2 separate regions of the Oryctolagus cuniculus genome follow, and region 1 is linked to region 2. Evidence: chromatin contacts called from public Hi-C data. All regions are on one chromosome and are shown on one strand. The core of a region is the stretch at or near the end of the contact, and the rest is flanking DNA. Distances in the headings are between cores, read along the strand shown. Region 1 overlaps USP3 (ubiquitin specific peptidase 3). Region 2 overlaps TPM1 (tropomyosin 1).

What was found. A called contact is a pair of places that touch in the nucleus more often than the background predicts.
Region 1: a Hi-C map of an unstated tissue shows a contact between it and region 2, with 2.3 times the contacts expected there. The contact joins two enhancer-like sites. A contact is called at or near these places in 2 of 6 Hi-C or Micro-C datasets (ear pinna and an unstated tissue).

Annotation. Positions count from the first base shown.
Region 1 is chr12:86,504,048-86,511,069 of mOryCun1.1, forward strand. All of the region lies in intron 1 of USP3 (ubiquitin specific peptidase 3), which reads left to right. Among named protein-coding and RNA genes, the nearest start is that of USP3, 48 kb to the left of the region's middle. Within about 2 kb of position 4,749, at least 1 of the 8 cell types and tissues checked has an H3K27ac peak or open chromatin away from gene starts, as enhancers often do.
Region 2 is chr12:86,073,982-86,081,013 of mOryCun1.1, forward strand. It overlaps TPM1 (tropomyosin 1), which reads left to right. Exons shown (of 10, transcript NM_001105688.1): 3 at 1,802-1,935; 4 at 3,908-4,025; 5 at 5,053-5,123; 6 at 5,907-5,982; 7 at 6,423-6,485; 8 at 6,760-6,829. Among named protein-coding and RNA genes, the nearest start is that of TPM1, 15 kb to the left of the region's middle. Within about 2 kb of position 4,625, at least 2 of the 8 cell types and tissues checked have an H3K27ac peak or open chromatin away from gene starts, as enhancers often do.

The DNA.
Region 1 (7,022 bases), core at 3,499-5,998, 430 kb after region 2:
ACCTGCTATGCCATGGCACCGGCCCCCAAGGAGAATTTTTGTATGTTGGTGAGAGTATCAACTGGAGCAACTACTTGAAACAGTCTGGCCTTAGCTGGTAAATAAAGGCCTGTGTGCCCCATGACCCAGCCCCTACACGTTGCATGGTTTATGATCATTGTAAGCTGGAAATGTCCGTTCACCATGGGATGGATAAAGTCAATTGTGGTCCATTCCCACAAGGGAGCACCCTAAGAGGGCTCTTCACAAAGTTCATAGGAAATACATGCTGTGAAAACAATGCATGGATTTCACCATTTTTTGCACCAAAATAAATTTTCATTGCAGCTTCCATGAATTTTTTTGCAGTCCACTCATACAGGCATAAAAGTGAATGAGCTATGGCTGCAGCTCCCATCAACACAGGGACAAAGAACAAGTGCTACAAGGATGCTGACAGCACGAGGCCCTGTATAAAGCTTCGGAGTCGGGGAGAACGCATGTATTGCTTAGGGATAATGTACATGCGGGAAAGCGTTATTTAAAAAGGTAGAGAAGGCGCAGGCCTTGTGGTGCAGCGGGTTAAGCAGCGCATGGAAAGGCACTGGCAGCCCACAGGGGAGTTCTGACTTCAGTCCTGGCTACTCCACGCTCAGTCCAGCGTCCCACTAATGCTCCTGGGAATGCAGCTGGTGATGCCCAAGTGCTTGGGTCCCTGCCATCCTCCCAGGAGACCCAGTTAGAGATCCTGGTTCTTAGATTCAGCCTGGCCCGCCCTGGTTGTTGCAGTCATTTGGGGAGTGAACCAACAGAGGGAAGATCTCGCGCCCTGCCTCTCTAACCCTCTACCCTCCAAATGAATAAATAAATAAATAAATAAATATTTTTTTAAAAAAGTTAGAGAAAGATGAATACAAATTTGAGGCTAGGAGAGCGAAGGGGAAGCACCACTAGGAGCTTGGCCAGCACGGGTGATATTTTTCATGAATTTCAGTGTGCGGTTTGTTTTATTATTATCTCTCCCACTGTACTTACATATTACATAGATTCTTGTAGGAGTGAACTTTTCACCAAAAACTCGTTTCGGAGAAAGCCCCTTGGGATCTGATAGGGCGCTTCCCGTACCAGAGTGCCGGACTCAGTCCGGACTCCACTTCCAATCCAGCTTCCTGTTAATGCGCGCCCTGAGAGGCAGCAGGTGACGGCCTGCCATCACCCGGGTCCCTGCCACCTGCATGAGAGCACTGACTTGAGTTTCAGGCTCCTGGCTTCAGCCTGGCTCAGTTCCAGCTGCTGCAGCCATTTAAGGGAGTCAACCAGCAGATGGAAGATCTCTCTCTGTCTCTCTGCCTTTAAAAAAAAAAAAAAAGGGCATGAGAGCTGGGTTTTTCAAAGGGCAGGCTGATGCATGGGAGGTGTTCTCAGTGTGTGTAGCTGAAAGTATTGAGAGTATGAAACATCAGGGCGGAAAGGCTTGGGGTGGGGAGGGGACCATCGCCGAGGGCTTGCTCTGTGCCAGCCCTAATCTGCAGAATCTCCCTGGGCCTCCAATGCTGCCCCGTTAATCAGACACAGCAGGCTGAGTGGCTGAGATTCTGAATGATAATGAGCAAGGGACTCATCGCTTAGCTAACACTCCTTCTGTGTGACCCGTGCACGGTTGCAGAGCTCGTAAACCACTTCCACATGAGCTGATTCAATCAGAGAAGGTTATTTTTATGCCTGTTTCAGAGAGAAAGAAAGCAAGTCATGGGGAGCCCGTGTGACTCGTCTGAGGCCACCGGCCAGGACAAGGTCTCAGAGCGCCTGACCAAGCGCTCCCCCTCCCCCAGCTGCGCCTGTCGGTTCTGAGTGTGGTAGACAGTTTCTCCCACAAGTGCCCCCCCCACCTTCTGCAAACCCTGTAGCCACCCCCCCCCCCACTTCCCTCTTCCCTGGGGATGAGGCAGCCTGCCCTGGGCCCAGCCCCTTGCACCCTCCTACCCACTCTCTCTCTGCTCTGGTCCGCAGCTCTGCTGCCCTTGGCCCAATCCTTGGAATTCTTCTACTTTCCTTCCCTGGGGGTTTTCCCAGTTGCTCATTTTCCCAGGCGCCGCCCCAGGTCCTCTCTGGACATCAGCCTCCTCCTCTCCTCATCAGTTTGCTGATACTCTGTGGGGTGCACCCCACATCCTACAGAGAGCACCTGCAGGGTGTGGTGGTACTTGAGGGGAAGCACCCACAGGTAGTTTGGAAAAGCGACTCTGGTTGGCCATTGCAGCGTGCATGGGAGACCTCCTCATAGCTGGGGGAGCTGATCGGGTCATGTGCCTCTGAGTCTCTTCTTCCTGACCTGTTACTTCCTGGCTGGTTTTCAGAAATTCAATAGGAGCCTGTGTTTCGGCGTAGCAGGTAACGCCTCTGCCTATGATGCCAGCATCCAATATGGGCGAAGCTTCAAGTCCCATCGGCTCCACTTCTGATACAGCTCTCTGCTAATGGCCTGGGAAAAGCAGTGGAAGATAGTCCAAGTATGTGGGCCCTTGCTACCCTTGCAGGAGACCTGGAAGAAGCTCCTGGCTCTCCTAGCTTAGGTCTGGCCCAGCCCAGCCAATGTGGCCATCTGGCGGGTGAGCCAGTAGCTGGAAGATTCTCTCCCTCCTCCTCCCTCCCTGTAACTCTTTCAAATAAACAAACAAACAAACCTAAGAGAGAAAGGAAGAGAGGAAGAAAAACAAATTAAATGAAGCCGTGCCTTTTACATGGTATGTGTTAATCGAAGGTCAGGTCCCTTCTTTATCTCGTCATCCCAGAAAATAGCAGTGAGGTGTTGCTAGGGAGAGCCAGGCTCTTCCACCCACTCACAGACCTGGCTTCTGACACCCACGATCTTCTCTCAGGAGAAGGACTGTGCGTGAGGCAGAATATTTTGGCCACTGCCCGGGACACTGCAGGCTGTGGTGCACTGGGGCGGGGGGGGAGTATAGGAAAAGAAATGGATACCCAGCACCAGAAGGCTTCCCAGAGCTGCACTCTAGTGATCAGCCTGGCTGGGAGAGGGCAGAGCCGCCGGCCGGAGAAGACCCTGGGGGAGAGAGCCACAGGGTGCCTCTCGGCTACTGAGTGGTTCCTCTACTTCCAGGGCAGGTGGCAGATGCAGGGGCATCTGGAGCTGGGGGCACTGGGACTGGCGCTGTAGCAGTAGATGGCCCATGTCCTTGGGCCTCTGTACCACGTGGGAGACCTGGAGGAAGCTCCTGGCTCCTGGCTTTTGCAGCCATTTGGGGAGTGAACCAATGGATGGAAGATCTTTGAAGATTTATTTATTTACTTAAAAGGCAGAGTGACAAATAGAGAGCAAGAGGCAAGAGAGAGTGAGAGAGAGAGAGAGAGAGAGAGAGAAAGCACACGCTTCTACCTGATGTTTCATTCCCCAAATGGCCACAACAGCCAGAGAGGCTGAAGCCAGGAGCCAGAAACTCTCATTCTGGTCTCCCAAATGGGTGGTGGGGCCCAAGCACTCAGATCATCACCATCTGCTTTCCCAGGTACGTTACAGGGAGCTGGATTGGAAGCTGCAGAGCTGGGATTCACACTGGCGCTCTGACGTGGGAGACTGGCATTACGGGTGGCGGCTTAGCCCACTGTGCCACTAGGGCAGCAGAGAGTCCTTCTTAACTGAGACTCTCAAGGACTCGTATTCTTCGGTCACTAGGAGACAAGTTAACTCTCCATCAGCTGATTTTCATTTGCATTATCGTGACCCAGGCTGGTGCCCAAGTCATTTTCCTGAACTCTGGGAAGTCACGTCCTCCCGACTGCTGGGCCGAGCACACCAAGGGGCTTGTAGACTCGCCCTGCTCGGTTCGTAGCTCTGGGCAGCAGAGGACACCTGCCCTCCAGATAGCCGAACTTTCTTGGGAAGATTCCAGAAGGAGGTATTAGTCCAAAGAGTATCACAGAAAGTGCCATTCTGACCGTCTCAGCTGTAATAACGCAATCTTTTATTGCTTCTCTCTCTCTCTCTCTTTTAAAGGAAAGACATCAAACAAGGGACTCATTCAGTTTTTCAACCACAATATGAACAGACACTTCACACATGAGAAATTATAATTACTACATAAGTAAAAAAGGACCTGCCTATTGGCAGATTAGAACAAATTTGGGGCCCCATTAAAAATATTAATTCTCAGGAATATATTAATGCAGTGTTATTCAATATGCCCAATGTTGCAACAGAATTGATTCTCTCATGTAGTATTGGCAGCATTGTAAATCAGTAATCTCTCTTTGGGGAAGCAGTTATGACAACACACAGGAACAGCCGCATTTATGATTACTGGGAAGTAATGCAATAAAAATCTGCAAAAAGCAGTTACCATCAGCAGTATCTATCACAGCAAGAAAAAAAAAGAGAGAGAGAGAGAAGTCATAGGCTTAAGGGAATTATTAGGCAGATTTGTATCCAGCCATACATTTGCCTCGTATACAGTTTATAAGGACAATTATGATTAAGTAGCAATATAGAGAAATATTTATTGTGGGTAAAACATAACAAACTTCAGGATAGCGTGTGTTATTATAGCTCCATAAAAGTGTGCATACACAGGCTGGATAGTATTGAAGTAAAAATGGCAGCAGGGTTTGGAGGCAGCATACTGTGTTTCAGATGATTTCTGATGTATTCAGAGGCAACTTTGTCCTCAGTTGAATAAAAGGAATTACATCAGTCTGAGAAGAGTGAGTCTCGTCACAGGCCTTCCCCTGTGAGATGACCAGGGCAGGCACGGCGCCTGCCAAGCATGCGTCCAGCCCCTGGGGGCGCCCTGTCCATGTGGGAGGACCTGCAGGGAGGACTGCTCTCAGCCTGATCATTTTCATCCATCGCTGACAAAGACCTCCTGCCCCGCGAAGACCCCACCGCCAGCACCCGCCTTCCTTCACAGCAGCTTCCTCTCCCAGAGCTTCATGCCCAGAAGGAGGACATCCCCTTAAAGCTCCCATTTCCTGGGGCCAGCCTGGGCTCGGAGCACCTTCCCCTCCTTCTCCTGCAACTTCACTCCAGACGCAGGCTGGAGCACTTTCATCTCCAAATTATGTGGACGCGTAACTCTTCACGCCAGCAGGTGGCAGTCTGCACATCGTCCCACAGTGCTTAAGCGGTGCCTCCCAGGACACTGTGATAGGTAATTGTTCACTTCCTGTTGCCCAGCTGGCCTCACCCCCCCACCGCCACCCCACTCCAAAGACGGCGGGCCAGGCCGAGGGGCCTCAGGCCAAGATGGAGGCAACCGATGCCCGCAGAGCCACTTGGTTGGGGAAACCAATCGAGTCTCCAGCTCCCAGCACAGTGACACTGCCCAGGCCTTTGCCCAGCTGTCCCTACTCCAGGGCCCACTCTCTTCCTGCTGTACCGTGCTGCCTCCCAGCTGCCCAGCAACAATCCTCTGTGAACAAGGGAGCCAGGATATTTCTGAACCCACGGCTAAATGCATCTCAAATCACCATGTCAACTCATAGCATGGATCATAGCCTTTTACCCTGAATTACCATTTTGGGGAGGATGCTGCAAGAAAAAAAATAATTAAAATATGACATATATAGCAGATACTTCAAAATGTTCGTAGAACATAGAATTAAAGGATAAGTTTATTTTGGTGCAAACAAAACATTTTGGAATCCATCTATACAGGAGTTTTCAAAATGTTCATGGAAATACACATTAAGAAAAAACTCTTCATGGATTTCAAAATTTTTATGCACCAAGATAAATATATATTTATAAGTTATTTATTTATTTGAGAGAGACAGAGACCTCCCACTGACTGGTTTACTCCCCAAATGCCTGCAATGCTTGGGGCTGGCTCAGCTCAAAGCTGGGAACTCAGCCTAGGTCTCCTAGGTGGGTGGCAGGAGCCCGGCTCCTTGTGCCTGCACTGCTGTCTCCCAAGCACACATCAGCAGGAAGCTGAGACTGAGAGCAGAGCCAGGACTCAAATACAACTGCTCCTATATAGGATGCTGGGCCAAGCACTCTCCCCCAAACTTATATTTTAATTTCATTTTTAAAAAAGATTTATTTATTTATTTGAAAGTCAGAGTTACACACACACACACACACAATCACACACAGGTCTATCTGCTGGTTCACTCCCCAGATGGCCGCATCAGCCAGAGTTGAGCTGATCCAAAGCCAGAAGCCAGGAGCTTCTTCTGGGTCTCCCATTCGGATACAGGGGCCCAAGCAATTGGGCCATCTTTTACTGCTTTCCCAGGCCATAGCAGAGAGCTGGATCGGAAGAGGAGCAGCCAGGACTAGAAACGGTGCCCATATGGGATGCCAGTACTTCAGGTCAGGGTGTTAACCCGCTGAGCCACAGCACCGGCCCCATTAATTCCATTTTCCTCTGACTTTGGCAGTGTCCTTGTACTTGTAAATATATTTATCAAGTGATAGAACAAAAGTGATCCAGAGATACTTGGCATGGAGCTCAACCTGGCAGCTAACACTGGAGGTGGCCCAATGGCTGTGGGGCAGAAGCCGGGAGGACTGTGCTGTGGCCTTGTGCCCACACTGGGAATGATCACTAAGAAGGTCAGACTTCTGTCTAGCCTGTCGCACGGCTGCTCTCATCCGGTTGTTAAAGGAAATAGCTCTGGACTTGCAGGGTGGGGAAGGGGGCAACAGTGCGAGGGGCTGCGGTGACAGTGGGTGGCAGTGAGCAGACACCCAGCCAGGAGTGCAAGCACAAAAGCTCAGTGAGAAGCAGCTATCCCAGGTTGTGCTGCTGCCACCAGCCACGCCACCGACAACGGCGTCTGTGCCAAGGAGCAGGACCTGCACCCACATCGGTACTGCAGGGTCTGCAGCCAGGAAGTCCACCCACTGGAGCTCCCGGGGAAGACTTGCAGTGATGCAAGTTCTCTGTAGACGTCTTGCTCATTTGTTTAATCCAAGAGGATGGGCACCTGCGCCCTAGGGACCACCTGACTGATATCACTTAAAGAAGACAGGTGGGGCCGGCGCCGCGGCTCACTAGGCTAATCCTCCACCTTGCAGCATC
Region 2 (7,032 bases), core at 3,375-5,874:
CTACATGTGCATTTCAGATTCTGTATATTGTGAGTCTGTGAGCTAAGAATGTTGCTTTTATTTAAATTAGATTGGTTTCGCTCATTAATCGGGCATGGAGCCCACTCAATGCAGAGAACCTGGGTGCTGGATGTTAGCAGCTTACAGTTTAGTCAAGAAGACAGGGATGTATGAGAGTAGTTTTAAAAGTTCATGAAAAACACTTTTTAAAAAATGTATTTATTTATTTGATAGGCAGAGTTAGAGAGGGAGACACAGAGATCTTCCATCCTCTGGCTTACTCCCTAAATGTCTCCAACTTCCAGAGTTGGGCCAGTCTAAAGCTAGGAGCCAGAAGTTTCTTCCAGGTCTCCTGTGGGAGTGTAGGGGCCCAAGTACTGGGGCCGTCTTCCACTGCTTTCCCAAGCACATAAGCAGGAAGCTGGGTTGGAAGTGGAGCGGCCAGAATTTGAACTGGCGCCCATACGTGATGTAGGCATTGCAGACTGCAGCTTAACCTGCTGTGCCGTGACACTGGCCCCCCAAAATAAACTTTTAATTCCATTACTTATTAATTCCTGTGAACTTCTGAAGTACCTTCCAATAGAGAGAACTAGCATCGGTCCTTGGGTATATACTGTAATTTTTAGAAAAGTACAAGTATGAGAGCCCCTCACTTGGTAGCACACACTCATAGTGGGTGAGGATGAGGAAATGGTGCTGGTGAGCAGCTTCATCTTCCTGCAGGGTCTGTGACTGGCAGGTGACAAAGTGGATCCTGGGTCCTGCAGGTGTGCGGAGGTTCATAGTAACAAACGCTTGGGGCAGCAGACGACCATTGCATCCCCAAGAAACATTTTTTTTTTTTTAACTTTTTTTTTTTTTTAATTTATTTGACAGAGTTAGACAGAGACAGAGAGAAAGGTCTTCCTTCCGTTGGTTCACCTCCCAAATGGCCACTACGGCTGGCGCGCTGTGCCAATCCAAAGCCAGAAGCCAGGTGCTTCCTCCTGGTCTCCCATGCGGGTGCAGGGCCCAAGCACCTGGACCATCCTGGGCCACAACAGAGAGCTGGACTGGAAGAGGAGCAACCGGGATTAGAACCCGGTGCCGGTGCAGCAGGCGGAGGATCAAGGAAGTGAGCCAGGGCACCGGCCCCTCAAGAAACATTTTACTTCAGAGATAGATACCAAGTGACAGTGTCTGTTGCTTTCTCCTTAGGAGTTTGATACTTTTCTTAGAAAGGGGTGGTGGAGAGGAGAAATGACACCATCTGAAGACCTTAATGATCCAGTGTTTTTTAACACCAGTGAATTTTAAAATATCTTAGTTCCATTCTAAGGCTCCTTTGAGAAAGTGACTGGGAGACAGGAGGGTCGAGTGAGGCTCCTGACTGTGATTCCACTGTACTGCTGTTGTCTTCTGAATGGCTGGGCCTGGGTCAATCTTCTTGCCTCTGCCCCCAGCCCAGGCCCTGAGGCATGAAGTGGCTGTGAGGGGGTTCTGTTTAAACAGCCAAGTAAAATGAAGGCATTGGAATCTAAGCAAGAGAGGACCACATGAGGGAGTGTTGGCTGCTGGTTCACGTGTGATGAGAGCCATGTGGATGGATCTGTATTTACCCAAATATGGATGCCCACCGTAGACATCAGCAACGCATCCAAGAATTCCAGGGCTGGCCAGGCCCTGTCATGCACTTACAGGGAGCTCACCACAAGGCCCAGACTTCCCGTCTGAAACAGTTTTTCAGTCCCAGCCACTTCCTGAAGGCACCGCCCTCACTTTCTCCCCGCCTCTTAAGTGCCTTTCGCTCTCCGCCTAGGCTGAAGCCGATGTAGCGTCTCTGAACAGACGCATCCAGCTGGTTGAGGAGGAGCTGGATCGTGCCCAGGAGCGTCTCGCAACAGCCTTGCAGAAGCTGGAGGAGGCCGAGAAGGCAGCAGACGAGAGTGAGAGGTGAGGACGCCGCATCCAGCCTTGTTAGCACAGCCTTTCTCGCGCTGGTGAGCCGCAGGGCTTCTGACTTCTGAGGTTTAGAGGTGCTACAGTCCCTTGGCAGGGTCCGCCCCTCTGTTGATCCCAGGTGTGTTTGGTTGTGCTCATTTGATGTTAGTGGAACCTCTGCTAGGTGCAGAGCACTGTTGTCAGCCCCCAGCTTACAAAGAAGACCGCAGTCTCATCCCTGCCTTCACAGAGCTCACCACCCAGCCAGGGAGGTAGACGGGTCCCTGGATACGTGTTGGTTCTTTATTCTGTAATGAGCTCAAAGCACCATGAGGTTTTAAAATTTATTTAACTACTTTATTTTAAAATATACCAAAGAGGGCTAGATAAAGGGACTGCAGACTGTGAGGTATCAAATAACCTAACAAATAAGTAGAAGAAAAGGCACAGATAAAACAAATACCTACAAGACATGTGCGTGCACTCCAAACACAGGCAGAAACTCGCCATTTCTGAGCCCACCTCCACTGTAACCTGGCTCTGCCCGACTTCTCCCTCAAGGTTCACCTTTACGGATGTAAAGGAGAACCATGGCTCTCATGGATCAGCACACCTTGTGCCTTCCAGCAGGCATTTTCTCCTGTGCTCTGCTCCTGGAGGTCACGCGTCTGCGTATTGCATGGAGAGACTCCATGAGAAGAGAGAACATCCTGCCGCTTGCGGGATGCAGTGGTAGTGTGGGGATCCAAACGCTGCAGGTGCAGGTCGGTGCTGTCCGTCATCTTGACCATTTCTCCATCTGTGAAGTGAGCCTGTGCTTCTGCCACCACGTATAAAAGGTATTCTTAGACTTGAGCTAAGAATGTCCTTTTATCCTGGAGTTTCCAGTTCATTATTCCCCATTGTTTACTACGTCTTCACTAACCAAGAGTTGGGGAATTCTTTAGGTTGGCTGGTGATCTCTTCCAGTGTACACGAAACAGTAAGTTAGTGGCTGAATTCTTGAAATAGGCTTATCTGTGAACACTACGGGCAGTCTGGAAATGTTAAACTTTGGAGTGAAAGGAACTTCAAGATCTTTTCTTCCATTACCCTGACTTTACAGACGAGAACACAAGGGCTCAGAGACTGACTTGGCCTTGCCCAGAGGCTCACAGCATATTTGTGGCTGAGCCAAGATTAGAGCTCAGGTCTCCTTAAGTATATTATAGTACTGTCTCAAAAAATACTGGTTTGCTTATCTTACAGCCTATTGAGTTGGGTTTTTTTGTAAATGAATCCCATTTTAACCTGACTTGTTATTCCATAAAGCTGTGATGTATCAGAGGTCATTTAACACTTTCTGAAACGTGCAATAGGAGCCTTGCACATGCAAAGCTTCCAAGACAGTGTCAGCTCTGTCTCCTGACACCCTTAGCAGGAAAGGGGTGTTACGGTCAAAACATGTTTCTCAGAAAGCTTTCAGTTGAACCATATGAATTGCTACCCTTCCAGGTCTGAAATGGTCAAATAGCAGCAGTTTCACGTGAGCCAGTCCAGTGTCTTCATCTGTGGTTGGTGGGATTGGAATCTGTTCTACAGAGAGAAGTGCCTGAAGAGGACTTTTGCTCCAGCTTTGATCTGTTTTCAGGCTGAGGCTTCCTACAGGAAAAGGACAAAACCCATTATACATTTAATTGGGAGGGCATGTTGCCTCTTCCTGTTTCCGTGCCTCCCGGGCTGGAACAAGATCCTGACATATGGTACCTTTCATTTACTGTTAGATGCCTGGACAGTTTCTTTAGTACCCAAATCCGCGTACAGTGAACAGAGGGCTATGTGTCTCTTTCTGCCTTCAGTTCTGGAAAGTCTTGCTTCGTGGCTCGGGAAAGAAAAGTAGCTCTGTGCTCTGTTTTGGGCTGCGCAGACCACAGCCGTGCAATGTGAACGGGCAGAATCTGCGCATTTATAAATGTTGGCTTTCCCTGCTTGCCTTTCTTTTCAGAGGCATGAAAGTCATTGAAAGCCGAGCCCAAAAGGATGAGGAAAAAATGGAAATTCAGGAGATCCAACTGAAAGAGGCCAAGCACATTGCTGAAGATGCCGACCGCAAGTATGAAGAGGTCAGATCCTCAGGCCCAAAGCGCCTGGGCTCCCTGCGGTGGCCCGCCTTGATTGCTGAGTGACGGCAGAAATGGGTGGTCTTGAGAAATACGATTCCTTTATCTAGAAATGGTTCTTCCTTTGACCAGGAGCACTGGCAAGAACCTGAGCTCCCCTCACCTTTCCCACCCGAAGACCAGTACACAAGATCTCCAGCAAGGAAAGCGAGAGTTAGGCTGGTTAGGAAGGGAGGGTCTGAGTGACCTGACACGTCCAGTTGGGGCAGCTTAGAGACCAGGGGCCACATGACTGCGCAGTAGATTGACGGAAGCCTCTCTCCTCTAAGGTGGTAGAGCCCTGTTGTCAGCATTGGGTCACACGTGAACCTGCACCTGGTCATGTCCCCATGGTAACAGCCAACATGACCACCAAGATTTTCCTTTTTCCTTACTGTGTCCCAGCATGGCTCTCCTGAAGGGGGATGCTGTTAGTATCTCCAGGTCTGACTGGTCCCGCAGATGTTAAGCTGCATCAAAGGATCCCTTCTCTCCTTTCCTGCGCTGAGCACAGATTAGGCTTTGCGGGTTGTCTCACCAGCTCGCCTCACGTTAGCTTCTCCCACTTTCTTAACTCCCACAGAAAGAGAGCTGACATACAGAACACTAAATCGATGGAGCACTTGGGGTTATTTTCAGTTCTTTCTTGGCAGCCTCCAGTATAAAATGCATCACACTCATCTTACTGCTATTTTTGAGATTGTGAATTTCATATTTCTCCCTCCTTCGATGCTTGGGGCTGGCTGCTGTTCGTTAGGCAGACTCCACCAGACTGAGGCTTCACATCATGGAGACCCTGTGGTAGCTGACCCTGCTGGGTCGTTTTGAGCAAGGGCCTCTGGTGCCCTCTCTCCAGGCATTCCTATTGGAGAGTCTTCCCCTGAGCCTGCTGCAAGGCGGACCATCTTGTCTGTAGACAAGAACCCTAGGGTGGACATGATCTGAACCGCGAGCCCCATGGCGTGTGCGTGCTGTGTTTGTCCTGCTGCAGGTGGCCCGCAAGCTGGTCATCATTGAGAGCGACCTGGAGCGTGCAGAGGAGCGGGCCGAGCTCTCAGAAGGGTAAGCGGGACCGGCAGCAGGAGGCCGCGGTGGGGTGCTGCAGAGCGGTGACTAAACAGCATGACTTCTGGCAGCTGCACATTGACCTGTCTCGGCTCCGGGCTCCTCCTGCGCTCACCGGATGTGGATGAGCCATGATACAGAACACGGAGGACTCGTGTGGGGTGTCTGTGTATGAATGCGTGTGGCACTGCATGCCTTACCTGCACACTGATTTTGTGAATGGCCTTGTGCATTTCCTGTGTCCACTAACAGCCAAGTTCGACAGCTGGAAGAACAATTAAGAATAATGGATCAGACCTTGAAAGCATTAATGGCTGCAGAGGATAAGGTACTGATGGCTCATGTATGGTTTTTAGGTTTAACTGCAACCCAGACGTCTTTCAGCTTCCAATGCACACTGGTTTGTTGGGTGTAACGACTGCACCTTCACTCAGCCCTCTGCTGTTTATATCTCGCTTTAAGTGCTTTCTCTTGGTCCTTTATGCTCCTTTTGTGTTTCCCTTCATAAATGCTCCTTGGGGCAGCCAAAAAAAAAAAAAAAAGCCAAATGATCACACTAGCCGCGCATTGGATTTTGCCACCCTGCCTTTGCACTGCTGTGAGGTCAGAGGGCAGTGTCCGCGGCCGCACCGAGCGCTTTGGCACCAGATGGTTTGGCTACTGGAAGGCGGCCCGTCAGCTCTGGGACTCAGTGTTCATGTTTTCCCATCCCTCTCCTTTTTCTCTCCTCCTTCCTTGGGCTTGGCTCCCACCCTTTCTGCCTCTGAACGAAAACGTTAGCAAATGTGCCGAGCTTGAAGAAGAATTGAAAACTGTGACGAACAACTTGAAGTCACTGGAGGCTCAGGCTGAGAAGGTAGGCCAGGAGCACGCCGCGGGGGAACGGGCCTCTCTGGCCAGAGGCGCGCTTTCTCTCCCCGAGGCCCTGCTCGTGAACGCTACCGCACAGTAGGCGTGTTAGTAATAACGACAGCGTTTTCTGCGGTGACTCCCTGATGCTTACTGCTAACAGCGTCCTTTTGGTTTTTAGTAGAGAATACATTTCACGTGGGGTGTGTGAGTCGTCCATTTAATTTAAACCAAGTGCCAGCGGATAGGTTATCTTGGTCTTATCCCATGTAAAGCAATAGGCAGGCGCGCAGAGGATGTATTGTAGCATGCGATTTGATAGCGGAGGCTCCGTTACCTCCCAAGAGATCCGTAACATCTGTTGGCTGGGCTGGCACGTCCCCTGTACGCGAAGGCATCGGGTGGTGAGCCGCAGCCTGACATCTGGAATGCTCTCTTTAATTACAGTACTCACAGAAGGAAGACAAGTATGAAGAAGAGATCAAGGTGCTTTCTGACAAGCTGAAGGAGGTAATATTATAATAGAGTTTTGGGTGAAGCCAACTGCATTTTTGTGGCGCTGGTAGGGAGTCTTTAAAGTTACAGTGACCCAAATCAGGAACATTCCAAGGCATTCTTGGAGTTCATGTGCAGTGCTGGCTCCTGTCTCCCCCAGTGGCGGGCAGCTTCCGACCCGCTGTATGGCTGAGGCCCTTGAAGGCCATCCTCTCATTGTGCCCGTGTTTGTAGCTGCTGGAAGTGTAAACTCTCCCTTCACTGACCAAAACAAATTAAATTGTTACAGGCTGAGACTCGGGCTGAGTTTGCAGAGAGGTCGGTAACTAAGTTGGAGAAGAGCATTGATGACTTAGAAGGTAAGGTCTGAAACAGTGTTTTCAACTGAATCCTTACCATTGAATACTGACCTGACAAAACAGTTTTCCAGTCCAAGTGCGTCCCCCTTGATAGACCTCTTTGCTCTTGCACATTCTCCTTATCTGTCCTCTGGGGTTTTCACCTGTGGCTCTTCAACTCTCAGACCTGCGTGCACTGCTCGTGAGGTGACTGGTCAGCCACC